Linked DNA regions of Mus musculus: regions 1 and 2 are each linked to region 3. A link is a contact called in public HiChIP or PLAC-seq and Micro-C data. All regions are on one chromosome and are shown on one strand. Each heading gives the region's core, a stretch centred on a gene start, on an enhancer-like site or on the middle of the called end of the contact. The rest is flanking DNA. Distances are from core to core; before and after follow the strand shown.

Region 1 (3,249 bases), core at 501-3,000, 520 kb before region 3:
CTTTGAGTTGACAGAAGCCCTGACCCTTTAAGGGTCAGGTGACCTTCACAAATCTAATCTGTTCTCTGCTTGCTGTTTTCCAGGAAACCCACCAACATCTGGCGGATAAGAAGGGTCTCCACGTGGTGGAATTCCGGGAGGAATGTGGGCCTCTGCCTATCGTGGTGGCCTCCCCACATGGGGCCTTGAGTAAGGAGCCGGAGCCGGAACCTGAGGTTCCTGATACCAAGCTGGACTGGCAGGACGTGAAGGCCATGCAGGGACTGAAGCGCTCTGTGTGGTTTAATTTAAAGAGGCCTGCCACCTAAGCCTCCCGGAAGGCCAGCCCAGCCAGTGCTTGTGCTGACAGCACCCGGAGGACACGCCACTCTCACTTTTTATTTTAAAAAAAGTCCAACCTTCTTTGTTTTCAAATAAATAATTATAGATTTGTCTTACAGAGCACATGGTATATAGCTGTGTGATGGGAATGTTAGATGCAAATATCAGGAGCAATTCGTTATTTAAACTAGTAAATGTAAGTGAATTAGGACATAGCTAATAGTAGTAACATGCACAGCCATTGCTGTGACACTTAGGTCGTGTTTGTTACCGAGTCATCTGAAGATGAATGTTTTCAACTACATTTTACAGAGAAGTTGGATAGCCTGACCCGCTGAGCCACTCCCAGGCAGTTCTCCCGGCAGTTGTGTGCCGTTTCTGTCCATAAATACTGTGCCAGGCTGTGGCCTCACCCTCGGCTGTGTTTCCTGGACTCTAGGTGGTAGTGATCCCACTGTGTCTGAAGTGTGTCTCACTGTCACCTTCACTCACATGGCCCTAAAAGCAAATGCTGTTGAGTGTCCTCGTCGGCTTGTCAGGTCATGTGGCCCATTCAGGTCCTTTGTCCACTTAAAAAATTTGGGTTATTTGTGTTTTTATTATCAGCTGTAATTGCTCTTGTTGTGTAGTATAGATACAAACCTCCTGTCAGATACAACCTCAGGTCTGGGTGTTCCGTTTGTTGGTCTGCTTTGTTTTTTGTCTTCTCTGATAGACTAGTCTTATTTACCTTTAATTGGTGTTTTTTAGGTCATCAGCATAAAGTGACTGTAATGTAGTAAAGTCAGTATCTGCCAATATCAATTACACTTCTTTTTTCTCTTTTTTAGTAGTTGCTCTAGAGTTTGCTATGTATGTTTACAACGGATCCAGGTCTCTCCTAGGATCCTGCTTTGTAGCTAGTTTAGTCAGGTACCTTACAGCCATGGAGGGTTAGGTTCCTGCCCCTCCCCTCATGCCCCTGCTGCCGTTCATTCAGGCCTCATAAACCTGAGCAACACTCGTTGAGTCACTGTTGCTGTTATGGTTTTGAACAAACATCTGTTAAATCTAATAAGGAAAGTTAAAGGTTGTTTGTTTGTTTGTTTGTTTGTTTGTTTTTGTTAATGTAAGTCTGTGCTTGTGACCCCCATCTCTTCGTTGTCTTGTATCTTAGCTTACAAGGCAGGTTGATTGGAACAAAGCCCGTCGGTTGTTTGTCTGAGTCTTTGCTTAATTATAGGTCCATGAGACATCTCTTTGATAGTTGTAAGTATTTTCTCTCATACTTTCTGAGAAGTTGGGTGAATTGCTTATTTCTGCTCCTCTTTAGGTAATGTTTTCTTCTGTCTTCTTTCTCCTTTATCTTTGGTCTCTAGCAGTGAGACTATGATATGCTGAGTGTGGGTCTTACTTAGATGCACCCTCCCTCTTTTTCCTGCTGTGTACGTTTCTCTTGAGGTAGCCTCCACCTAGAAGTCCTTGTTGTGTTCAGTCTGGCAGTAAGCCCATCAGAGATGCTCCCTGCTTCGATGGCTGGCGGCATTTTGAGTGTTTTGTCTTTGTTTGTTTATTCATTGTTTGAGACTGGGTGTGATGGTTTGAATGAGAATGGCCCCATACACTCATGTATTTGAATGCTTGGTCCTGTTAATGGAACTATTTGGGAAGGGTTAGGTGTGGCCTTGTTGGAGGAGGTATGTCACTGGGGATGACCCTTGAGGTTATCTTTCTGCCTGCTGCCTATGGATCAAAATTTAAAGCTTTCAGCTCCATACCTGCTGCCTGGTACCATGCTTCCTGCCATGATGATAATGAACTAACCTTCTGAAAGTATAAAGAAGGCTCTAAGTCAATGCTGTCTTTTATCAGAGTTGCCTTGGTCACGGTGTCTCTTCACAGCAGTAGAATAGTGACTAAAACCTAACTTTCCATGTGGCCAGGGTTGATCCTTCTGCTAAGTGTTATGATAACTTGATGAGCCAGTATGCTCCACTTAGTATCAGACATCTTTTTTCTGCTTACAGTACCAGAGATAGAGCGAGCCCAGGATCTTGGACGAGCTAGACAAGTGCTCTGCCACCGAAGCACACCCCTGGCATGTTTTTGATTCTTTCATAGACTCACCCTGTCTGTGTACTTTACAGTCTGTTCCTTGGTATTGTCTGTTCCCCTGTAACATTAATCTTAGTGGTGCTGAACATTCCTGGGGTGGTGACTGTGACAGCCACTCCTGCTGTGTCTCAGGCCTGCTTCGTTCAGACTGCACCTTTGCTTCCCGTGTGCCTGTCACTGTTGCTGGGAGCTGGACATGATGTACTGGGTAAGGAGCTGAGGAAGTAGGTGGTTAGTGATGGAACAGGGGAGACAGGGGGGTGGGACGTTTTCTGTGGTGATGGGATTAGACCCCGGTCTTCTGGTGAGCCTGTTACTGGGTGCTTCTCGGTTCTACCCCGTAGGTACTAGAGGAGTCCCTATCCCCCGAGTCACACAGTCTAATAAACCAACAGTGATTTAGTGTGCCTAAGCACTTTCTCTTCACCTGCCTAGTATATTCCCCTGCACATACACACATACTCTCAAAGGAAATTTTTTTTCTAGAGCTATATTATTCATGGCTATAAATAGAAGCTAATTGCTAAGAAAGAAATGCCTCTAAGTTAGAGACATTGGAAACATCTAAGACTTTTCTATTTAAGTAGAATCTACAGGAAAATAGTTGGGTCTGGTAGTGCTGGGTGTGAATGCAGAACCTTTTATTCTCCATTGAGCTGTGTCCCCAGAACTCTCGTTATTTTTGAAATTTTATTTTTGTCCTAAAAAAAGCGATGAGCTTTACTGATCTCTCTTCTATTAGCCTAATTTGTTTTTTTTTTATACCCAATACTCTTATCTTTTTAAAATGTCATTTTTCCAAATTATTGACAACCACATTGACATTGGGGGGAA
Region 2 (3,391 bases), core at 319-2,818, 570 kb after region 3:
TGGTAGCACACACCTTTAATTCTATCTAGCACATGGAAGTCAGAGCAGATAGATCTCTGTGAGTTTGAGGCCAGTCTGGTTTACATAGTGAATTCCATTCCAGCTAGGGCTAAATAGTTAGACCTTGCCTTTAAAAGAAAAAAAAAAAGTGAGATTTAAGCAAGTCCTAGTGGCACACACGTGCAGTTCTAGCTACTAAGAAGGCTGGAATATTTGCACAACCAGGAATTCAAGTCCAGCCTAGGTAGCATAGCAAGACCCTGTCTGTCCTACGTAGATTTCTATTGTTGTGATGACCAAAAGCTACTTGGGAATTTATTTCAGCTTACAGTTGAAATGCATCATGAAGGAAAGTCAGAACAGGAATTCGAGGCAGGAACCTGGAGGCCAGAACTTAAGCACAAACCATAGAGGAACTGCTTACTGGCTTGCTCAGCTTGCTTTCTTATGCATCCCTGAATGACCTACCCGGGAATGGCACCATCCACAGTAAACTGGGCTCTTTCACATCAAGCACCAATCAAGGGTCTGTTTAATCCAGCGCTTCTGGTTTGATGTCCTCCTGCAGGGCTAGAGATGCAAGGAGCTTATTGTATCACAGTGCGTATGGGTCTGTCCTCAGTTTCAGTAATAAATACTTTAAATTTATCAGGGTGGTTTACTCTGGGCTCTAATGTGATCTTATCTCCAAAGAAAAACAAATCATTCTATTTCCTTTAAGAAAGCCTCATACGCCTTCCGTTTCTTTGAGATTCACAATCTGATGCCGTGGTTTGGGCCTCCCACCCTTTCCTGTAACAGCACTTTCTTCCATCCCTGTTTCAAACTCTTTCCTTACAGGATTCGGCTTAGTTCTCCCCGAGCTAACCTCTGGGGTGGAGGTTGCAAGATCTTGACGCCAGGGTCCGCTCTTGCACTCCGTTTCAGTAGCCAGGGGGAGGACCTGGCAAGCAGGGTGTGCTGCCACGGCGGCCACAGCCTCTGGAATGCAGCTGCTAGGACCTCTTATGCCAGTAGAGCCTGAACTGCAGAATCGCTGCCCCTCCAAAGCAGCTGGACCCACTAACCTTTAAAGGTCTTGGAGTTGCATCCGTCGCTCTCCACTAAATTCGGCCTCTACCCTTTCCAATCCCTTCTACCTACCCATACAGAGTGAGATTCCTCTGATGTAACCAAGTAGCCAGAGATCATCCTCCCGATTATTTTCTTTCTTAGCCCCCTCCCCTTCCTCTCCGTCTCTCGGTCCTTTTAGCTCAAGATGGTGGCCCTCCTTAGCTCTGTTCCATCTCCTCCAGCACCTCCCTTCCAGATTTCCTACACACTCAAGCCAGGGGTTAACCTGCTGGAGTTGACCCAAGTTCCATTCTGCCCCGCCCCTCCACCCTCCCTAGGGCTTGTCCTTGGATCCTCCCCTTCCCGCCCCCTCCTCCAGTTCCATCCTTCTTTGCTCTCTTTGCCCTTCCCCCTTCCCGCCCCTGTCCACTCCAACCTGCTGGCCCCTCCCGGGCCTGAGCCCTGGGCCCGCCTCTTCTAACTTAGGACTCCTGCGATCCCCAACTCCGCACTGCCACTCTGGCGCCTGCTGCCCGGGCGGCCGGGACTGAGGCGCTTCGCACGCGCCCTCGGCGACTGGCGAGTTTGGGACGTTGGTGGATACGTGCATCTGTCCGGAGAGAACTGCCAGATCCGCGGCCCCGCGATGGTTCTGGCCCCACTGCTACTGGGGCTGCTGCTGCTACCCGCGCTCTGGAGTGGAGGTGAGTGCAGGTTGCAGGGTCTCCGGGAGCTGCTACTCATTCCAGCGAGCCGTAGAGGGTTATGGGGGCTCCCTAGCCGGGTCTTGGGGTGCACGTCTTAGTAGAACCGATGGGAACCGAGAGCTTCCCATTACCACAGAGAAAGACCTCAAGCCCGGTTGGGCGCTCTGGGAGCAGCGAAGTTTGAGCCTTTAAGAAATGCAACTCAGGTCTGGCGTGGCATGCACCAAGAACTTTACCCTCAACACTGTCTAGCCTTGCCGAGCTTTGGCGGGGTTTCTGCGAATCATAGACCGAGGATTCCAAGGTAATTCCACGCCGTGAACCAATAAGTAGCTGCAAAAGTTGGATGTCACCGTTAGCGCGTGGCGTTGCTTGGAGGCTAGGTGTCCCGCCAGGGAAAGACTAGTTCTGGCTTCTCCCCTGGGCTCTGCTGAACATTGTGTTAGCCCTCCTTTGTAGGGACAGCCTGTCTGTGAGTGTAAGAAGCCTGCAAAAAGCCGAGGGGGACGATACGGTCCTTTCACTATTATTACTGTGGAGCGGAATCTTTTTTGTTTGGGTAGCACAAACAAGTGCTCAGACCACAAGTGCTCTCACAAGCGGTTCAATTTGACATGCTGGATTGATTAGCGCAAACAAGTATGGCAGGTTCCTCCAACAGATGACACTGAGGCACTTTGTAAAGAAGCTGCTGGGGGGAAAACAAAACAAGGTTTTTCCAAAAAGAAATAGACGCAGGAGGGGTTGGAAGACTACTATAAGCAAGCACATTTCAGGTATTGTTCCTTCAGGTATTGCTCCTGCCCTAAAAGATCTGTTTCTATTCGGAGTGTAATTTTGTCTCTTTGATCTTGAATCTGGTAGACTAAAGTTTGTCTTTTAAGGAAAGTTTGGTTTATGGTTTAGCTACAAACCTCATTTTTCCTCTCAAAGTTCATTTGCTCAAATGAGCTTTTTTTTCTTTTCTTTCCTTTTCTTTTCTTTTTCTTTTTTAAACAATTCTTTCCTTGCACATTAAATTACATAAGCAATTTGTAGTTTGAGGCAACGTGACAATTTGCAACAAACATCAACAGCCAAAAAACGAGCTAAGAACTGAGACCACTCTATTCTCCATTACTAAACCCTCAAAAGTTCCTCAGCCTTTCTGCCAGGACTGTTCTTAATAATCCGCTGAAAGTCGGGTATACTTTTGCTACTAGCCCTAGCAGGCCACGCGTCATTTTGGAGGCTGTGACTGTCATAAGCATGGGAAGAGTGATAGGAACCAAAGCTTTTGTTTGATATTTTTAAATCTATGCTTTATTTTCTTTTTGTTTTTGTTTGTTTGTTTGTTTGTTTGTTTTCGAGACAGGGCTTCTCCGTGTAGCCCTGGCTGTCCTGGAACTCACTCTGTAGACCAGCCTGGCCTTGAACTCAGAAATCCGCCTGCTTCTGCCTCCCAAGTGCTGGGATTAAAGGTGAGCGAGTGCCACCACTGCCCTGCTATGCTTTATTTTCTAAGTTTTGAAAACGTGTGATGAAGTTCTGTAGCTGACAGACATAGACAACCGTAGAAAGGCTTAAAATGCACGCTGAGAAAGAATGAAAGTTTCTCAATTTTTTTCTACCTGAATTGGAGCTGCTGAGAA
Region 3 (3,522 bases), core at 145-2,644:
GGAACCAATGGCTTCTTTGATCTCACTCAGGATTCACTTGAGAAGCTAGACTTTAGCATGGGGCTGTGCTGTGTCACCGTGACGTTAGATCCGCATACAAACACCAAAATGACCAAGATGGCCCAACATTGATTGGGACGGCAGGTCGCAACACTTGTTCTGCAAGAAAAGGCTACGTCCTACTTACTGCCAGCCTGGATGCAGGTTGGGTAGCCCATTAATAGAGTTTCCTTAATCTCGTGTGGGGAGTGGGACGTTCCATTTCCAGAGCAGCTTTTTTGGGCCGCCGCTATGAGAGAAGGGGCTGGGGGTGGGGATGCACATGGCGCCATTGACTTCCAGACTTCTGTTGGAATCACAAAGGCCTCAGGAAGATCAAGGGATTTTTTTTTCGACCCCCTTATGGTTTTCCCAGCTCGGCCTGAACTCCGCTGCTCCATGGTCGCCAGCATCGGCGGACCGATGGATAGACAGTTCCTGGCGTACACTGTGAGCCCCAAACATTTCGAGGCTCCCAACACCGCTCATGGCACAACCGTCTTTCCTTGGTAGCCCCCCTCCTTTTCCTTGTAGTTATTCTTTTCCAGCTAACTTTCTCATTCCCCTATTTTATATGCTTGTCGTGCCCGCCCATCGCTCCCTGAAGCTTCCCGCTTCTCTTGTCTCTCAACTGTCCTTCTCACCACCACCTCTGCCTCTTAAGTAACTGGGCACTAGGGAAACAAACATATAAACCACAACAACAACAACAGCACACACACACAAACACAACACTAAGGAGAGCCTAAAGGAGGACAGAAGGCAGAAGGCGGCGGCGACGAAGAATCTCGCTTGAGGCGCAGACGAAGAGGGGTGAGCATCTTGCTGATCTGAGTCCCCCGGAGGTCAGGAATTCTAGGAAAGGACAGTCAAAGGCCAGTGCCCATCCTTGCACCAATCTAATCCTCATGGTTTGGGGCTGAGAAGCTGTGCAAAGCAAGGGCGGAGGGACGCCTTCTGAGGCTTCCAACTGGCGCCCGCGGCCGGGCTGGACACAGAGCAGTGTACCCTGAGCGCCCCCTAAGTTCCGCTCTGCGAGGTGGCCGCCACGGGCGGACGGGGAGGGGCGGGTACATTCTGAGTGGAGGATGGGCGAGCATGCAGCTGCCCGCAGGCCAAGACACTAGGGTAAACACGCCGGGGTGGGCGGCGCACGCAAACTGCAGGACAGCCGGCGGGGCCACCCTCCCCACTACCTGTCGCAGCCTGCACGCGCCAGCGGCCTGGGGGCCGTGGGGGGTGGGGCTTACCTTCCGGCTTGCCGGGGGCCGGACTAAACGGGGGCGGAGCCCGCGGTGATTGGGCGCGGGGGCGGGGGCTCAACTACCGCAGAGTCTCAAGAGCAGGCTGCTTTCACTTCGCTCCCCGCAGGCACTGGGTCACCAGCTGGTTGGAGCTCTGCGGTCCTTGCCATCGTCGCCGTCACCGGATTCCTGCAGCCGCTCTGCGAGCTGTGTTCCACTTGGATTCACACCACCTCCGCTGCTCCCGCCGCCACCGCCTCGGCGCCCTTCCCCTGGCCCTCGTCCACCCAATGTCTGACTCTGATTCTCGGACTGAGAAACGCAAGGTAAACACTCCGCGACTCCCGGGGCGCAGGCTGGGGATGGATAGAAGACAGGCGCCGCAGCGGCTTCATCTGTCTCTGGTGTCGCACGTGCGGGTGGAGGCACTGGTTTGTCCCGCGTGGCTGCAGGAGGCGAACGCTGGGAGTCGGGTCGAGGTCGCTGCGTGCCAAGGCACTTTTGGGGAAGGGTTGTCGGCACTGAAGCTGCGGGCACTTAGCCGAAGACTGGGTTGGGACGCAATGCCGCACGAGGGGCCGCTGAGGCATCTCTCGCGGGCAAGGAGGGCGCGTGGTCTCGGCTTGGAGCCGAGGTCCCGCTTCGTGGTGCCGGTAGTGCGTCCAGCCGGGAAGCGTCGCGGCGACCCAGACGGCCCGGGAGAAGTAGCCGCGCGGTAGCGGCGGGCGGGTAGACTTAACTCTTCGCTGACGCGGGTTCATTGCGGAGGTTTGAGTATTAAAATCACACGCGCCCAGACTTTGCTTGTACCCATTCAAGTCAGTTTGGCCATAGTGGTCAATTTCCTTTCCGGATGTCCCTGGCGGCCCGGTTCCTTTTGCGACCGTCCTGTGGATATTGAGGAACACCGTATCTACAGGAGACAAGAAACCCCGTAACCCCCCTAGGACCACTTAGGCTACGCGTATTCCAAGCCCCAGCTAGCCGACTACTCCTAGCCCGATTGCACCGGGACCCAGTCGCATAGGCTGGCGGACCCCTGAGCTCGCAAGCCTATTGCCCACGGGGCAGGCACTGCTTGAGGAAGGCTAACTGAACAGTGGGGGCAGAGGTCTGGATGTGCATGCCCGAGACCCGAGATGGTCGTTCATATTTGGTTCGTGTCGGTAGCACTCGGTAGCACATGGGGACACAGCAGGTGAAGTTGCTGAGAAGTTCTTCAGGGGACTGCGGAGGCATTAGGGACTTGGCTCGGAATGGCCTGGAGTGCGATCGTGGCCTCGCGGATCTCCGAGGGGTGCGTGTCTCGCTTTGTCTCTAATGTCCCGCTGCCCTGGCGGCGGGAATTCCCGCAAAGCGCGCGCCGTCCCGGCCTGGCCCAGGGGTGGGGCGGGGCGCAAAGCGAAGCTGCCCGGCCCCCTAAGTTCCAGCCGGAGCTGCGGTGGCCGGCACAGTCTGAGCGGCGCTGGGCGGCGAGTTTGTCAACAATCGCCTTGCCTTCGGCTGCCTGACCCGTAGGCGCCGCCCCCACCGCCTCTGCCCATTGGTTACGATGGGGAGCGACTGCGCGCGGGCCAATGGGGGAGCACTGGCAGCCGGCGCCAGGGGCGCAGGGCTGGCGGTGCCCGCGCGGCGGCGGGAGCTGCGCGCTAGGGGCGGAGCGGGAGGAGGCGGAGGATGATCCCGGCGGCGGCCGGTGCAGCGCGGGCCAGAGGCGCGGCGCGCGAAACCTTCGGCTCCCCGGCGGAGCGTGGCGGAGGGCGGACGGGCAGGCGCGGGGCCCTGGAGCCCAGGACCCGGCTTTGTTTCCCTTGCCTCCTCGGTGGCGACGTGCAGGGGTCGTTCGATCGGCGCAACACGCCGCGCTCGGAAGGGAAGGGGCGGACGTGAGTCTCGGCATGGTGGCCCGGGGAGGGAAAGAGTCAGCCTTGCGCCGGGTATTGCCAAGAACGCGCAGCTAGGTGTGGAACTTTCAAAGGGATGTCTCTTAAGGCCCTCTTTGGAAGTGTGCACATTCCGGCAAGGTTGCACCCGAGAGAAGTGGTTTAGTGTTTGGGGTGGCGCGCAGGGCAGGCAGCAGGAGGGACCTTGCGGCCGAGGGCGCTCGACCCGGGCGGAGCTGCGCTCGGAGTTACAAACTCTATTGTGACGCACTTACTACGACTGACGGCCGCTGCCAAACCTTCTCCAGACTTGCTGCCCTCAGCATTTTCGGCAAACAATGGGGCCGGAGCAGGGA

What was found. A called contact is a pair of places that touch in the nucleus more often than the background predicts. HiChIP or PLAC-seq counts read pairs in DNA pulled down with a chosen protein or histone mark.
Region 1: an H3K27ac HiChIP or PLAC-seq map of embryonic stem cells shows a contact between it and region 3, with 6 read pairs. The contact joins the enhancer-like site here to the promoter of Bcl2l11 in region 3. A contact is called at or near these places in 2 of 39 promoter capture datasets (the 3T3-L1 cell line and pre-B cells), 1 of 484 Hi-C or Micro-C datasets (cortical neurons) and 1 of 115 datasets of contacts at active chromatin or transcription factors (embryonic stem cells).
Region 2: a contact with region 3 is called in a Micro-C map of embryonic stem cells, with 5 times the contacts expected there. The contact joins the promoter of Mertk here to the promoter of Bcl2l11 in region 3. A contact is called at or near these places in 7 of 39 promoter capture datasets (the 3T3-L1 cell line, cranial neural crest, hematopoietic stem and progenitor cells and 2 more), 5 of 484 Hi-C or Micro-C datasets (embryonic stem cells, muscle stem cells and uterus) and 6 of 115 datasets of contacts at active chromatin or transcription factors (cardiomyocytes, embryonic limb bud, extraembryonic endoderm stem cells and 3 more).

Annotation. Positions count from the first base shown.
Region 1 is chr2:127,603,546-127,606,794 of GRCm38.p6, forward strand. Mrps5 (mitochondrial ribosomal protein S5) reads left to right here. Exons shown (of 12, transcript NM_029963.2): 12 at 84-441. The coding sequence ends at 308. Among named protein-coding and RNA genes, the nearest start is that of Mrps5, 18 kb to the left of the region's middle. Within about 2 kb of position 1,751, at least 5 of the 459 cell types and tissues checked have an H3K27ac peak or open chromatin away from gene starts, as enhancers often do. A contact at or near this core is called in embryonic stem cells, where this site is marked.
Region 2 is chr2:128,697,347-128,700,737 of GRCm38.p6, forward strand. Mertk (MER proto-oncogene tyrosine kinase) reads left to right here and starts at 1,569. Exons shown (of 19, transcript NM_008587.2): 1 at 1,569-1,757. The coding sequence starts at 1,700. It overlaps Gm39931 (a long non-coding RNA gene), which reads right to left and starts at 1,156. Exons shown (of 5, transcript XR_001783466.2): 1 at 1,068-1,156; 2 at 469-570.
Region 3 is chr2:128,124,644-128,128,165 of GRCm38.p6, forward strand. It overlaps Bcl2l11 (BCL2-like 11 (apoptosis facilitator)), which reads left to right and starts at 1,395. Exons shown (of 4, transcript NM_207680.2): 1 at 1,395-1,609. It also overlaps a transcript of Acoxl not described here.